Linked DNA regions of Mus musculus: region 2 is linked to region 1. Evidence: chromatin contacts called from public promoter capture Hi-C data. All regions are on one chromosome and are shown on one strand. The core of a region is the stretch at or near the end of the contact, and the rest is flanking DNA. Distances in the headings are between cores, read along the strand shown.

What was found. Capture Hi-C pulls out chosen DNA fragments and counts their contacts.
Region 2: a promoter capture Hi-C map of adipose tissue shows a contact between it and region 1. The contact joins the promoter of Fam3a here to the promoter of Naa10 in region 1. A contact is called at or near these places in 2 of 39 promoter capture datasets (hematopoietic stem and progenitor cells and hippocampal neurons), 5 of 115 datasets of contacts at active chromatin or transcription factors (the SCID.adh cell line, T-cell acute lymphoblastic leukemia, astrocytes and 2 more) and 3 of 9 other capture datasets (adipose tissue, liver and macrophages).

The regions. Positions count from the first base shown.
Region 1 is chrX:73,919,963-73,926,968 of GRCm38.p6, forward strand. It overlaps Naa10 (N(alpha)-acetyltransferase 10, NatA catalytic subunit), which reads right to left and starts at 1,982. Exons shown (of 8, transcript NM_019870.3): 1 at 1,794-1,982; 2 at 1,310-1,408; 3 at 1,021-1,079; 4 at 1-46. The coding sequence starts at 1,814. Renbp (renin binding protein) reads right to left here. Exons shown (of 11, transcript NM_023132.3): 9 at 6,254-6,385; 10 at 2,389-2,476; 11 at 2,159-2,301. The coding sequence ends at 2,177.
Region 2 is chrX:74,391,007-74,397,156 of GRCm38.p6, forward strand. It overlaps Fam3a (family with sequence similarity 3, member A), which reads right to left and starts at 2,268. Exons shown (of 9, transcript NM_025473.4): 1 at 1,669-2,268; 2 at 1-98. The coding sequence starts at 1,681. It also overlaps a transcript of Ikbkg not described here.

The sequences.
Region 1 (7,006 bases), core at 732-3,231:
CAGTGAGGTGATATGTCCATGGGGCACATCGTCTGGGTCCTCTTCCCTAGAAGAGAAAGCTAGAAAGGAGCCTGGCATGGGTGCCATCTATCTGGGATACCTGTGCACACAGGTGCTCAGACTCTTTGTGGCTACAGCATCCCAGATCCAAAAAGAAGAGAACTAGGAACTTCTGAATCAGAATAGCCAATCATGACCCCCTCAAAGCCCCACGCTACACCTATCAGATATTTGCAGTGTCAACAGATCACCCTGCAATAGATGCCCACAAAAAGAGTAATGCTGATTGCAGAGCATTACGTGAGGGGAGCCAGTTTGAAAGAGCTATAAGCTACTATTTCAACTCTACATCATTATGAAAAGATGACCCTGTTGTACGAGGTTGAGGGAGGGATGGCTACTTTTTAAAGGTAAACTCTTTAATTGTCCAATTCAGAGAGTGTGCAACACATACAGAAACACAACAATGAAAACAGGAATCTGCTTAATGAAATCTGTATTGGTTTCTCACTTTTTTTTTTTTTTTTTTTTGGTTTTTCCAGACAGGGTGTCTCTGTGTAGCCCTGGCTGTCCTGGAACTCACTCTGTAGACCAGGCTGACCTCAAACTCAGAAATCCACCTGCCTCTGCCTCCCGAGTGCCGAGATTAAAGGCGTGCGCCACCACAGCCGGCAGGTTTCTCACTTCTAACAAGTGTACCATACATGGTAGTTAGAGAACAAACGTGGAGGAGGAGTGTATGGGAAAACTCTGTACCCTCTGCTCAATTTTTCTGTCAGCTTCGAGCTTCCCTACAAATCTGTTAATTAAAACAACATTCATAGCAAGCTGGCCATAGTTAAATCTCAGCATTAAGAAGGCTCAGCATGAAGACTACTATAAGTTTGAGGTTAGCCTGAGTGAGCACCAATCTGGACAACAGAGAATGCCTCTCAAACTAATTCACCGCTTCCCATTCCCTTCTCCAAAGCTTTTGTCCTTCTTAACATTAGTGTCTTTTCTTTCTCCTTGGTGACTCACATTTTAGCCAAGACGTAGCCCACAATCTTCCCATTCTCATCCTCAGCAATGTAAGAAAGCTGGTGACAGAAAGGAAAAGGACGTCATGTAGTGCAGGCAACAGGACAGAGCTCACTGCCAGCCTCCACTCTGTGGAGCCTAGTTTCTATACACACCCTTTCATTTGCCAGGCTTCTCCATCAACCAGAGCCTCAGGTTCTTATACCCTTGCCCACTGCGTTTGCTCACTCGGATCCATGTTTCCCTCCTGTTGCACCCTACACCCCTACAAAACGCAAAAGCTGCCCACCTGGGGCCAAGAGAGGCCATGATAGAAATAGTACTTCATCTGGTAGTTCTCCGGCAGGCAGAGAAGGTTGCAGTGCTGCATGTTCATCAGGTCTTCGGGCTGCATGAGAGTGGGATACGGTTAGTCCAGGGCTGCAATGACTAAGAGGGCCACACACGTCGATCTCTGGGTCTCCCCTTTCCCCGGGGCAGGGCACAGTTGCTACTATACGACTTTGCACAAGCCCTGTTTCCATGCGGCATGCAAAACGTGCCAGTTCCAGGACTGAGTAATAGTGTCCAAAGGTTGTGGAGCCCACTCAATGAGATCTGAATTAGGAAACGCGGGATAAACGCGAGATGTTTAAAGCAGGCTGCAGCAGCCTTAAGGTCCGGCGTCGGCAGACCTACAGGACCAAAGCACCAGGTCCCTCGATAACATGCTCACACGGTCACCCCGTAAGGCGCCCACTCGGTGCGGACAGGCTGGCTCCCCGTCACCTCACCCTAGCATTGCGGATGTTCATCGCGGCGGCGGCGGAGCTCGCGGGTCCTTGTGGGTCGTGAACGCGTGCACTCGGCGGCCACTTAGAAGCAGGGAAAGGACGATAGGAGCTTGGACTGGGGCCAGGATCCTGGGACGGCGGCGGAAAAGGCGGACCGCTCCGACCTGCCTGCAGCGGAAGTACCCAGCTATAGGACCCGCCTCCGAACTGCACAACCAATGAGCGTGGCACTTAGAGATAATTGGGCGTGATGGATCAGCGCCCAAGGTGGTGCGTTTGAAGCCACAGCGAAGACCTTTCAAGGCGGGAAGTGTGGGCAATAGTTGTACCCTCCCTCGGAGCCCACAGAGGCGCGCACACAAGCATGTGGAACAGGGTCATCTTTATTTCGAGCCTTCATGGGTAGAGACAGCGGGCGAGGAGTCGAGGGGGGCGGGCTCAAGGCGTTGGAGTAGGGCTCCTAGAATCTGCTCGCACATGGCCAGGCACCGCGGCACATGGAAGCAGCCTGTGGGGAGAATGAACCCCGGGGTAGGGAGGATCCGGCGAGCCGGGTGCCACAAACCCCTACAGTCTCGCCCCGTTCCTCGCTCACCTTTAAAAGGACCTCCCTTGATGGTGAGGGCCACCTTTCCCTCTTGGTTCAGGTAGCCAAACCATTCCCCATACTCAGGATCACGAAACTAGAATAAAGAGACAATGACAGTTCGTGTCTGGTAGGACCCACTCGAATGTCACCGGTTGAGGAAGGGGCCCTCGCTGTCCCTTTTGCACCGGTACCAATGGTTAGAGTAAAAAGCGCAGTTTCACAAATCAGTACTTTTAGTGGACCGTATCCTGGAAAAAGATGAAAGCTGTGGGTAGTAGGCAGTTTGCCTTAGCATGTAACCTGATGGGGGGAGGGGTTGCAGGCTGTGTGCTGCTACACTGAGAGAACAGGTGTTCTATATTCAGTTGTGGTTTGTTAGATAACACTTAAAATTGAAAATTTTAAAAATGGATACATTTTACCTTATCTGAATTTTTTTTTTTTTTTTTTTTTTTTTTGAGAATCCTAAACCGGGCGGTGGTGGCGCACGCCTTTAATCCCAGCACTCCGGAGGCAGAGGCAGGCGGATTTCTGAGTTCGAGACCAGCCTGGTCTACAGGACAGTCAAGGGCTATACAGAGAAACCCTGTCTCGAAAAACCAAAAAAATTAAAAATAAATAAAAATAATAAAAAGAATCCTAGATTGACGTTTCAGCAAACTTTACAACTAGTGACTTCCCTGGAGTTCATGTCATCTACTTCACAGGCCTTTAGTCTAAAAGATCTTTGGATTACAAGCAGAGACACATAGCTCCTGTCCTTGCGTACCAAGGTTTTTATTATGACTCACAGTCTTTCCTTTAGCCCTATGTAATGGGGCATGCCCTTAGTCCCAGTCCTCAGGAGGCAAAGTCTTGACACATTTCTATAAGGTTCATGCCAACCTGGTCTTCTGCCTGTCTTGACCATAGGTTCTGAACACATCTCTCACTTCTTTTGAACCTGTCCAGTGTGTCTGATGCTTCAGATATGGGGAGCAGCAGCTCAGGTGGCTGGACAGACCCATTCATTGTACACCCCATTATTCTTTCACTGAGGCTTTTCACCTCCACAAAATATAGCCCAGATCCTTATCCATTGCTTCCAATTTTGCTCCTACTGATAAAATAATTAAGTAGAACCCCTTCTTAGAAGGCTTATAGAACAAACCAAATTGCATTAAAGTTTACTACCAAAATGTTCCCTTTAAATTGTGACATGAGTTGTACATTTTAAGCTGTGTGATGGTTCATGTCTATAATCTCAGCACTCAGGAGGCTGAGGCAGGAGAATTAAGTTCAAGAGCAGTCCAGATTTTGTCTCAAAGAGTGGTTGGTGGTACATTCTCCAAGTGAGGTATAACCAGTTCTGTATCTATTCTTTATAACTTTTGAGTGGCCTTGTCCCTTCTTGTGTGTTTATTTTTGAGAAGTCTCACTGTGTATCCCTGGCTGTCCTGGAATCTGCTGTGTGGCTCAGGCTGCCCTGGTAAAAAGTTCTCTCTTGAGATCTCCCCATTGCTGACACTAAAGTCATGCACCATAACTGCCTCATTGTCTTTATTTTATTTTATTGGTTTTTTTTTTTTCGAGACAGGGTTTCTCTGTGTAGCCTTGGCTGTCCTAGAACTCACTTTGTAGACCAGGCTGACCTCGAACTCAGAAATCCACCTGCCTCTGTCTCCCAAGTGCTGGGAATTAAAGGTGTGCGCCACTACCACCTGGCTTGATTATAACTTTTGCAATTCATTTTTCTTGTTCTCATTTGAGACCTTTCAAGTGCTAATATTACAGGGATGCACAGTGGGCTCTTAGAATTGTTTAATGTCATCTCCATCTTGTTCAAGTGCATTCTTATTTCCTTTTATGGTTAAGATTGGTGGCTTCTAATCCATACCCTTAATGAATGTATTCAGTATTCAGGCAGTGATTCAACCTAATGGGTGATGTCATTTGGAAGTAGGGGTGACTATCTGAGACAGCTCCAGTTGCTTGTTTAGATACAATGTAATAGAAACATGGCTTGGATTTTTTTGCCTCTAATCACAATAAAACCATGCTAGATTTCAGTTACAGTTAGTACAAACTAGCCAAGTGTAGTGACATACACATGTCATCCCAGGCCTCAGGGATCAAGGGAGAGGAGGTAGGAGGAACTTCAGCTACATATTGAATTTTTATGGCCAGCTTAGGTTACATGAGATATCTAAAAAAATAATCACACAAATTGTCATTTTTTTCTAGAACCAAAGCCACAACTGTAGAATTAAAGAGTCCCTGCTACAGTTGTAGGGAAACCACTGGAATAGTGACTTTAGAAATACACCGGTAGTCTTCAAGAACACTATCTCCATTAGGAACACTACCCTCTGGAGGCCCTTGATTTGTTTTCTTTCCTAGTTCATGACTGATTCTAGTCTTCACTAGCCCTGATTCTTTCTCCTCTTTATCTTCTATACTAAAAAAATTACCTTACTCTTGGCTCTCCATAATATCTATTGTTGTTATTTGTTTGAGACAAGATCTCCTGCCAGGCGGTGGTGGTGGTACATGCCTTTGATCCCAGCACTTGGGAAGCAGAGGCAGGCAGATTTCTGAGTTCGAAGCCAGCCTGGTCTACAAAGTGAGTTCCAGGACAGCCAGGGCTACACAGAGAAACCCTGTCTCGAAAAAAAGTCAAAAAGAAAAAGAAAAGAAAAATCTCCCTATATAGCTGGTTAGTCTCAAACTTACTATTGTAGACCAGGCTGGTCTCTATGTTGTGATCTGGTTCCAGCCACCCAATAGCTAGGATTACAGGTATGTACCACCATGCCCGGGTCACCTACATTTTTTTTATGACAACTAGGCTTTGTAGCAAGCCAAATTTCTCTCTCTGAACTATAGCCTCTTAAACTCATCTGCTGTACTAAGAGATATACTTCAGTCAGTAAAGTACCTTACAAACTAACTGAGCAGTGGTGGCACACGCCTTTAATCCCAGGGACCAGGGAGGCTAGAGGCAGGCAGATCTCTAAGTTGGATGTCAGCCTGACCTACAGAGTGAGTTTCAGGACAGCCAGGGCTACACAGAGAAACCCTGTCTTGAAAACCAAAAGCAAACAAAAAAGTGCCTTGCAAACAGGAAGACCTGAATTTGGTCCCAGAAACCATATGAAAACAAGTCAAGGATAGCATACTTATAATCCCACCACTGGAGAGGCAAAGATAGAGTATTCTAAGGATTCACCTCCGTAGCTAGTTTGTCAGTGTAGCTAGTTCACAACCCTATCTTCTCAACAAAAAGGTATGTAGTGCCTGAGGAATACCACCTGAGATTGTCCTCTAACCTACTGTGTGTATGTCTTTCTCTCTCACACGAGCTCGTGCAGGGGACAGGGAGGAAAATCCAACTGGTGATTTACCAGCCTGACATCCTAGCTGTTGGATTCCCTGTCAAGGCTCAGGTTTACTGGCCCTGGCAGATCAAGGATGTTCCTGCTACGTGGAACCCACATGGTTGTACCCTCACAGTTTCCTTTCTGTTGAATAGACACAGATACACCCTGCCCTCCTTTGCTTTGGATCCTTGCTCACAAGGTCTTCTCTGCCCCCTCTATAAGAAAGTTCTGTATCATTTGGCATCTGCTTTGTTTTCCACAGCTCATTGGTCTCTGTTTGCTTGTTTACTCGATTAGAATCTGATCATCCAGAAAGGTGTATTCCTTGAGGCAGAGCTTCTTGGTTCACCAAACAAAAGACAGTCTTGGGACTCTCAGAGCAGCTGAGAGCAACATCTAGTGAATGGGCTAGAAGAAGCTGAGGGAAAGCCTCCTGGACCCCCTTACACACAGCCCCTGTTTCTCCCTCTCCTGCTGCCTGGGCTTCCAGGGGACAAGGAGAGAGCACTTACCTGGCGGAAGGTGTACTCAGCCACCTTGTAGAAGAGATGCAGCAAGGCAGGGTCCCCACTGTCACTATAACCCATGAGGAAGGCAATCATGGCTTCACTGTGTGGCCACCACAGCTTCATGTTCCATTCCAGCTGAGAACAGAGCAGAGATGGGCAGCTCAGGTCCCTGAAGGCCCTAGGAAGACACTTAACATCCTCTGTTCTGATTCAGTCTGTCTGGCTTAGGACTTGGTGTTGTTTAATCATGGGGGAGACATGGGGGATAGAGTTTGAATAGTCCTTAAAAGTAGGGCTAGCCTGGGGCTAAAGAGATGGCTCAGTGGTTAAGACCAGTGGCTGCTCTTCCAGAGGTCCTGAGTTCATTTCCCAGCAACCACATGGTGGCTCACAACCATCCGTAATGGGATCTGATGCCCTTTTCTGGCATATCTAAAGAGCAATGGTAGCTGAGCGGTGGTAGTGCACGCCTTTGATCCCAGCACTTGGGAGGCAGAGGCAGGCGGATTTCTGAGTTCGAGGCCAGCCTGGTCTACAGAGTGAGTTCCAGGACAGCCAGGGCTACACAGAGAAACCCTGTCTCGAAAAACAAAACAAAGGGGGGGGCTGGTGAGATGGCTCAACGGGTAAAAGCACTGACTGCTCTTCCGAAGGTCATGAGTTCAAATCCCAGCAACCACATGGTGGCTCACAACCACCTGTAACAAGATCTGATGCCCTCTTCTGGTGTGTCTGAAGACAGCCACAGTGTACTTA
Region 2 (6,150 bases), core at 1,018-3,517, 470 kb after region 1:
AATTCGAGGAAGGCCAACACCAGGACCACCTAGGAGGATGGTGACTAGGATCCAGGTGAGACCCATAATGATGATTAGGGCCACGATGCGCAGGGGGCCTGCAGGCAGGATAGACACAGAGCAGGACTATCTTAGACATCAGTGAACAAAATCTGCAATAACCCACTACCTCACATGACCAGATCTCCCCTTCTACTTGGGAACAAGTGATGGTACGATTGGGAGGTGGGGGACCAATCGATATCTACCAGACCCAAAAGAGAGGCTTGAACTTCCTCCTAGTAGACGGAAGAACGTGAGTTCAAACCTTGAGGCTGCTCTGTTTGGGTCTCCCCAGCAGGTTTGGAGGTGCCTTTTAGAACTCATGCTCTGGGAAGGTTTCATAGCACCAACCTCAGCATCTTGCCTCTGAAATTATCAGAATATTTACAGTTCACCCATCTGCTTTGCCTTTCCTCTTGTTCTGTTGGAAGCTCTATACTCCTTGTAAAGACCAGTCCTTCTACCTGCTTCAGGATCCATCAAGATATCTCCTGTCTCAGATACATTGTGCTAAGACTTCTTTCTATCTCACTTTCTCTCATATTATCAACAGGTCCTAACTTAGTAAGATAAAGATGAAACAGAGCTCCTGAAAGAAAAATCTCATTCTTTGATTCTTCATCTTCCTCTTCTCCACCAAACTCTTTAAAAATTTATATTCTGGCTTGGGATATAGCTCTGTGGTAGAGCATTTGCTCAGCATGCATAAGACCCTGGTTTCCATCCCCCAGCATACACATAAAAGTCATCTACATTGTGATTTCTATTACCTCACTCCCCAACTCTCTCCCAAAATTCTTCCAATCTAGTCGTGCTCCCATAACACCAACTAAATAACCTTCCAAACAAGACCACCTATGACTTTTATGATGTCACATTTCTGATTGTCTGACTGCTCTTTCTTGACACTTCACTACTAGATTCCAGGACAGTACTGTCTCCTGACCCCATTCTCTGGGACTCCCTTTGTTGGTTAGATTGTGTTCCATTACTCTCTCCTCAAAAGGTGTTCTTTTCCAGGCTGCCTTCTCCCATCTTCATACTGTATGGGAGATTTCACCATGCAGCAATGACACCTTACACCTCCAGCCCAGATCTGTCTTGAACTCATATCCTCCCAGCCAGTTCCTTAATGTCCAATTTGGACTTATCCACAAAGCTGCTACTTTACCAGTTTTCAAATTCTACTCTCACCCCAAACAGTCCCTCCAAGGCACATTCATGTTTGTAGTCCAGCTGACAGCAGAGCTACCACTTAGATCATACCCAACCTCAAAGGCACCTAAGTCAGTTCTCTTCTGGCTACATCTCTCTATCTCTACTATCCACTCCTCTCCATCCATTCAATCTCTGGAGATTTTATATATATATATATATATATATATCCTTAACTTATATATATTGATTATATATATTATCAACATCTATCTATATCTATCTCTCTATATAAAATCAATCCTTATAGTTTGGGAAGCTGAAGTCCTCAGAGGTGAATTTGCTCATAAAATGAGTGCTTGTGCACAGTCATCCATTAATAAATAAACAAACCAGTGACCACCCAGGCCTCTCCTAACACAGGCACTAGGACACCTGGCCTCTCTTCAGTTCGCTGTGGAAGCCACCCACCTGCCAACCTCATGTCCACTTCTCCAGCTGGGTTGAGATCTCCCGCAGGTGCACTGTTTGGGAACTGTGGGTTCTGGGGGGAATGAAACAGGAGAGAGTAGGTTTGGGGGTGGGGGCAGTGGCAAGTCTGTGCTGGGAGCGATCGGTGTTATGACTTGTTCCTCCAAACACCAGTCCAGGCTCAGTTCCTCGTGAGTGCTGGGAGAAGTCCTGCCTGGCCAGGAGAGCCTTAGGAATCCGTTGCGCCTCACAGTCTGGCTAACAGACTCCAGGACTGGAGCGTAGCAATGATTCTTCTCCACCCGGATCCCTCCGGTGCTAGGCCCGGGGCTCAGGTCGATCCGCTCGAGGCTGGTGGCAGAGATTGGGCGGGCCAAGGATGTTGTCTGGGTGTAGGGAGAAGCAGACCGGATCAGGGAGTTACCCAGTTGTCTCGCTCTGCCGGCTAGGTGAAGCAAGTGAGTCACGTAGAAAAGCTTATCAGGCACGACAATGGCCGCCCGCAGAAGGCCACAGCCCACAGGCGTCGCTCCGCCATAGGCCCATAGGCTGTGCTGTAGGTCCGCAGGTCCTCACGGAGGCTCCACCTCCAGACCGGCCTCCTCCCTCTCCTCCAGAGGCTGGGTGGGAGGTGCCGAGTGTGGCTGTGCACTCCTCTTGTGCTAAAGCTGAGCCGCCTAGCTTCCTACAGTGTCACTGCTTCAAGATGAAATCTCCTTCTAGACTTTGAGGTACTATACACTTTACAGTTCATGTTTGCTTAACTCTATGTAACCCAGGCTGTTCTCAAACTTGGAGCGATTCACCTGCTTCAGGCTCTCAAATGTTGGAATTACGGGCATAAAACACCAGAGCCCCCATTCCCACTTCCTCCACACGTCCTCTTAGGTGAGCGATCTATTTCTATATTTGATGAGCTGAAGCTCCGATTGTGACTTGATATCAGAGCTTTCATGGCTCATAAGAGGATGGATGCGGGGACACAGATAATGACTTAAGGTTGATATGTGTTCTTTAAGAGCATGGACGGTTCAGAAGCACATGCGGAGGTAAACCTGAGCCTTTGGTTGCTTTCTTTCTGCTTAGTGTTCTTTCGTGAGAGCGTTCTGTTTTATGTATCAATCAGTGAAGGGATGTTTGGAACATTGCTCCTGACCCTCATGTTTGAGCCTTTTCCCCTGACCGCCTACAGTGCCAGGGCAGCTGGGCCAGTCCTTTTAAGCTGGATCTATCTGTGTCTCAGGCAGCTGCATTCCTGTCCTTTGACCCAATGGTCTTACTTACAGGAACTCCACCCCACTTCCATAATGCTCCAAAATACAGAAAAGTTTACAGAAGCACTGTTTTGGTTAGATGATAGCGTTTTCAATTTGGTTACACTTGTAATCTCAGCACTTGGAAAGTGGAGACGGGAGAGGAGGATAAAGGGTTTAAAGCATCCTCGGCCACTTAGCAACTTTGAGGTCAGCCTTAGCTGCATGAAACCTGTCTCAGGGAATCTGATGTCTTATTCTGACCATCTCAGGCGCCAGGCATGCATGTGGTACACGTACCACATGTGGTACATGTAGGGAAACCACTTATATAAAAAAAATAAAATTTCAAAAATTGTAGGAAGCTGGAGAGATGACTCAGTGGTTAAGGGCACATACTGTTCTTGCAGGATACCCGGGCTGGATTCCTTACACTCACATAAGGCAGCTCACAACCGCTTCAGGGGATCTGGCACCTCTCTGATCTCTTCCTCCTCTTCCTCCTCCTCCTCCTCCACACACACACACAAATAATAATTAATTTTTAAAATAAAACATTAAGTAAAGATAAAATAGTAACAGCAACAACAACAAAATGAATATTAAAAAAAAAAGAATACAGTAGTTTCCATATTGACTGAGTACTTCCTCATAGGCACTCTCCAATGCTTGTGGTCAAGGGCATCTGTAGACCAGGCTGGCCTCAAATGTACAGAATGATGGAATTAAATGCCTTCTGAATGATGGAATTAAAGGCGTATGCTAACACACCCAGTCCTGCTACATATTTTTTGAGATGGGAATTTCGTATATTCTTTAACTCACTATGTTTCCAAGGATGTCCTTGGACCTCTTGCTTATACCTACTTAGTTCTGGGATTATAGGTGGAGATCCAGGTCTTTTATGACTCATGGGACAAACTTTCAGTCTATTTTCTCCAGGACTTTGTGTGTGTGTGTTCTGAAAATTAAATTTATGGCTTTTGACATACATATGCCTTATGGCTGACACAAAACCTCAGCCCTTTATCATTTAAAATGGACAATTAAAGCTAGGGATGGTGGCACATGCCTTTAATCCCAGTATTCTGGAGACAGGGGCAGGTGAATCTCTGTGAGTTTGAGGCTAGCCTGGTCTACAGAGTGAGTTCTAGGACAACCAGGGCTACATAGAAAAACCCTGTCTTGGAAAAAATACAATTAAATGGTTAAATTATATTCACATATATATATATGAATGAGATGCATAAGCTGGGGCATTCAAGTCTTGGCATTACATGATAGGCAGTAAAGGAATGCTATCCTTCAAAACTGATGTTTGTTTGATACATCTGGAAAAGGATCTTTTTGACCTGGGGAGAAATAACTCATTCTGTAATCAGAGGCTAGTGTATTTTTACAAGCTGGCCATAGCTGTCTGGGAACACTCGGTTGCCTCTTTCTGATAGCTCAAGAATGGGAGCCTTATCACTTCAAGGGCATTAATTTTCTGCCTCCTTCAAAGGTAGGGGACATCTGCACCAAGGTGGGAGTGCTGGCTGTTTAACTTGGCATGGGGACTAGGGAGTGAGAGACTCAGCGCACAGAGACAAGGGTGGGTTACCTTGTGTCTCTTCACTATGACACCTGTATCTGCACACATGCACACTAACTTTAAATACATGTAATGAAATCAGAGTGAAGTGAACACAAAAAGGCTCACACTTACTGTGCATGCAAAGATAACCTTGAACTCCATGTTCTCCTGTCTCTGTTTCTTTTTATTTATTTATTTATTTATTTATTTATTTATTGTATACACTGTAGCTGTCTTCAGACACTCCAGAACAGGGCACCAGATCTCATTACGGATGGTTGTGAGCCACCATGTGGTTGCTGGGATTTGAACTCAGAACCTTTGGAAGAGCAGTCGGCGCTCTTAACCGCTGAGCCATCTCTCCAGCCCCCCTGTCTCTGTTTCTTAAATGCTGGGATTATAGGATATGACAGCATATCTGGCTCTAGTCCACATTTTCAACATTTGACAGATAAATTTTATTAATTTTTAAATTTTAAATTTATTTTATTTGTTTTATTTTATGTGCATGGCTGTTTTGCCTGCGTGTATGTCTGTGCACCACGTCTATACTTGGTGCTTTTGGAGGCCAGAAGAAGGTGTTGCATTCCCTCGAGCTGGAGTTACAGATGTTTCTGAGCTGTTATGTGGGTGCTGGGAACTGAGCCTGGGTCCTCTGAAAAGGCAATACATACTCTTATCAATGAGAAATCTCTTCAGACCAAACCTCTAAATATTTCACTTTTGTTGATATTTTGGTTGGGCAAACAAAAATATATGTGAGATTCTACATGTAGCTTTAGAAAGCCACTGTGCTCTGTCCAGATTGAACAGGGCAGGGAAGTTAGCTAAATGCTGTCGTATTAAGTATTGGTGTTTTTAAAACCCCATCTTTGTTTTTAAAGATTTCATGTTTGTATCATTAAAAGACAACTTGAATAACATTGTGTGTGTGCGCGCACGTGCATTCTTCAAGGAATATTGAAAACCTGTAGCTAACTTTCTTTCTTCTTCATTCCTACCTCTCTCCCTCCCCTCCCCTTTGAACTTCTGATTCTCCTGCCTCCACCTCATACATGTTGAGATCGCAGTAGTGTGCCACTACATTTAGTTTTATGTATCGCTAGAAATGGGACCTATAGGGCTTCATGAACTACACTCTATCAACTGAACTACATCCCTACCCCTAAAAGTATTGTATTTGGAACCTAGTCAATATGTTCTATGTAGTGTCCTAAAAGACTGTAATGCATCCTAGTTTGGGAGGTTTTTAAGCTGATAGAAAAAACTAGGTGTTGTTTATATGCCTGTAATCCCAGTACTTGGGAGGCTAAGGCAGGAGGATGACTACAAATTTGAGGCCCTCCTTGGGTATACAATAACATAAGTCCAATGCCAGCATTCTGAGATCCATAGTAAAGTCCTGTCTCAAACCAAACCAAACCAAACCAAACCAAACCAAACCAAACCAAACCAGAGGGCTGGAGAGATGGCCCAGAGGATAAAATCACTTACTGCTCTTTCAGAGGACTGGTGAAGTGAAAACTTAAGGTTGGATGGTGTTTTTCTGGGGCAAATATGTGAAGGAACATTTAGCTGAAGTGGACATACGTGAAAGGCTAAGGGAGACTCGTGAAGGAATGTTTAGCTGAAGCAGACACAGGAGAGAGGATG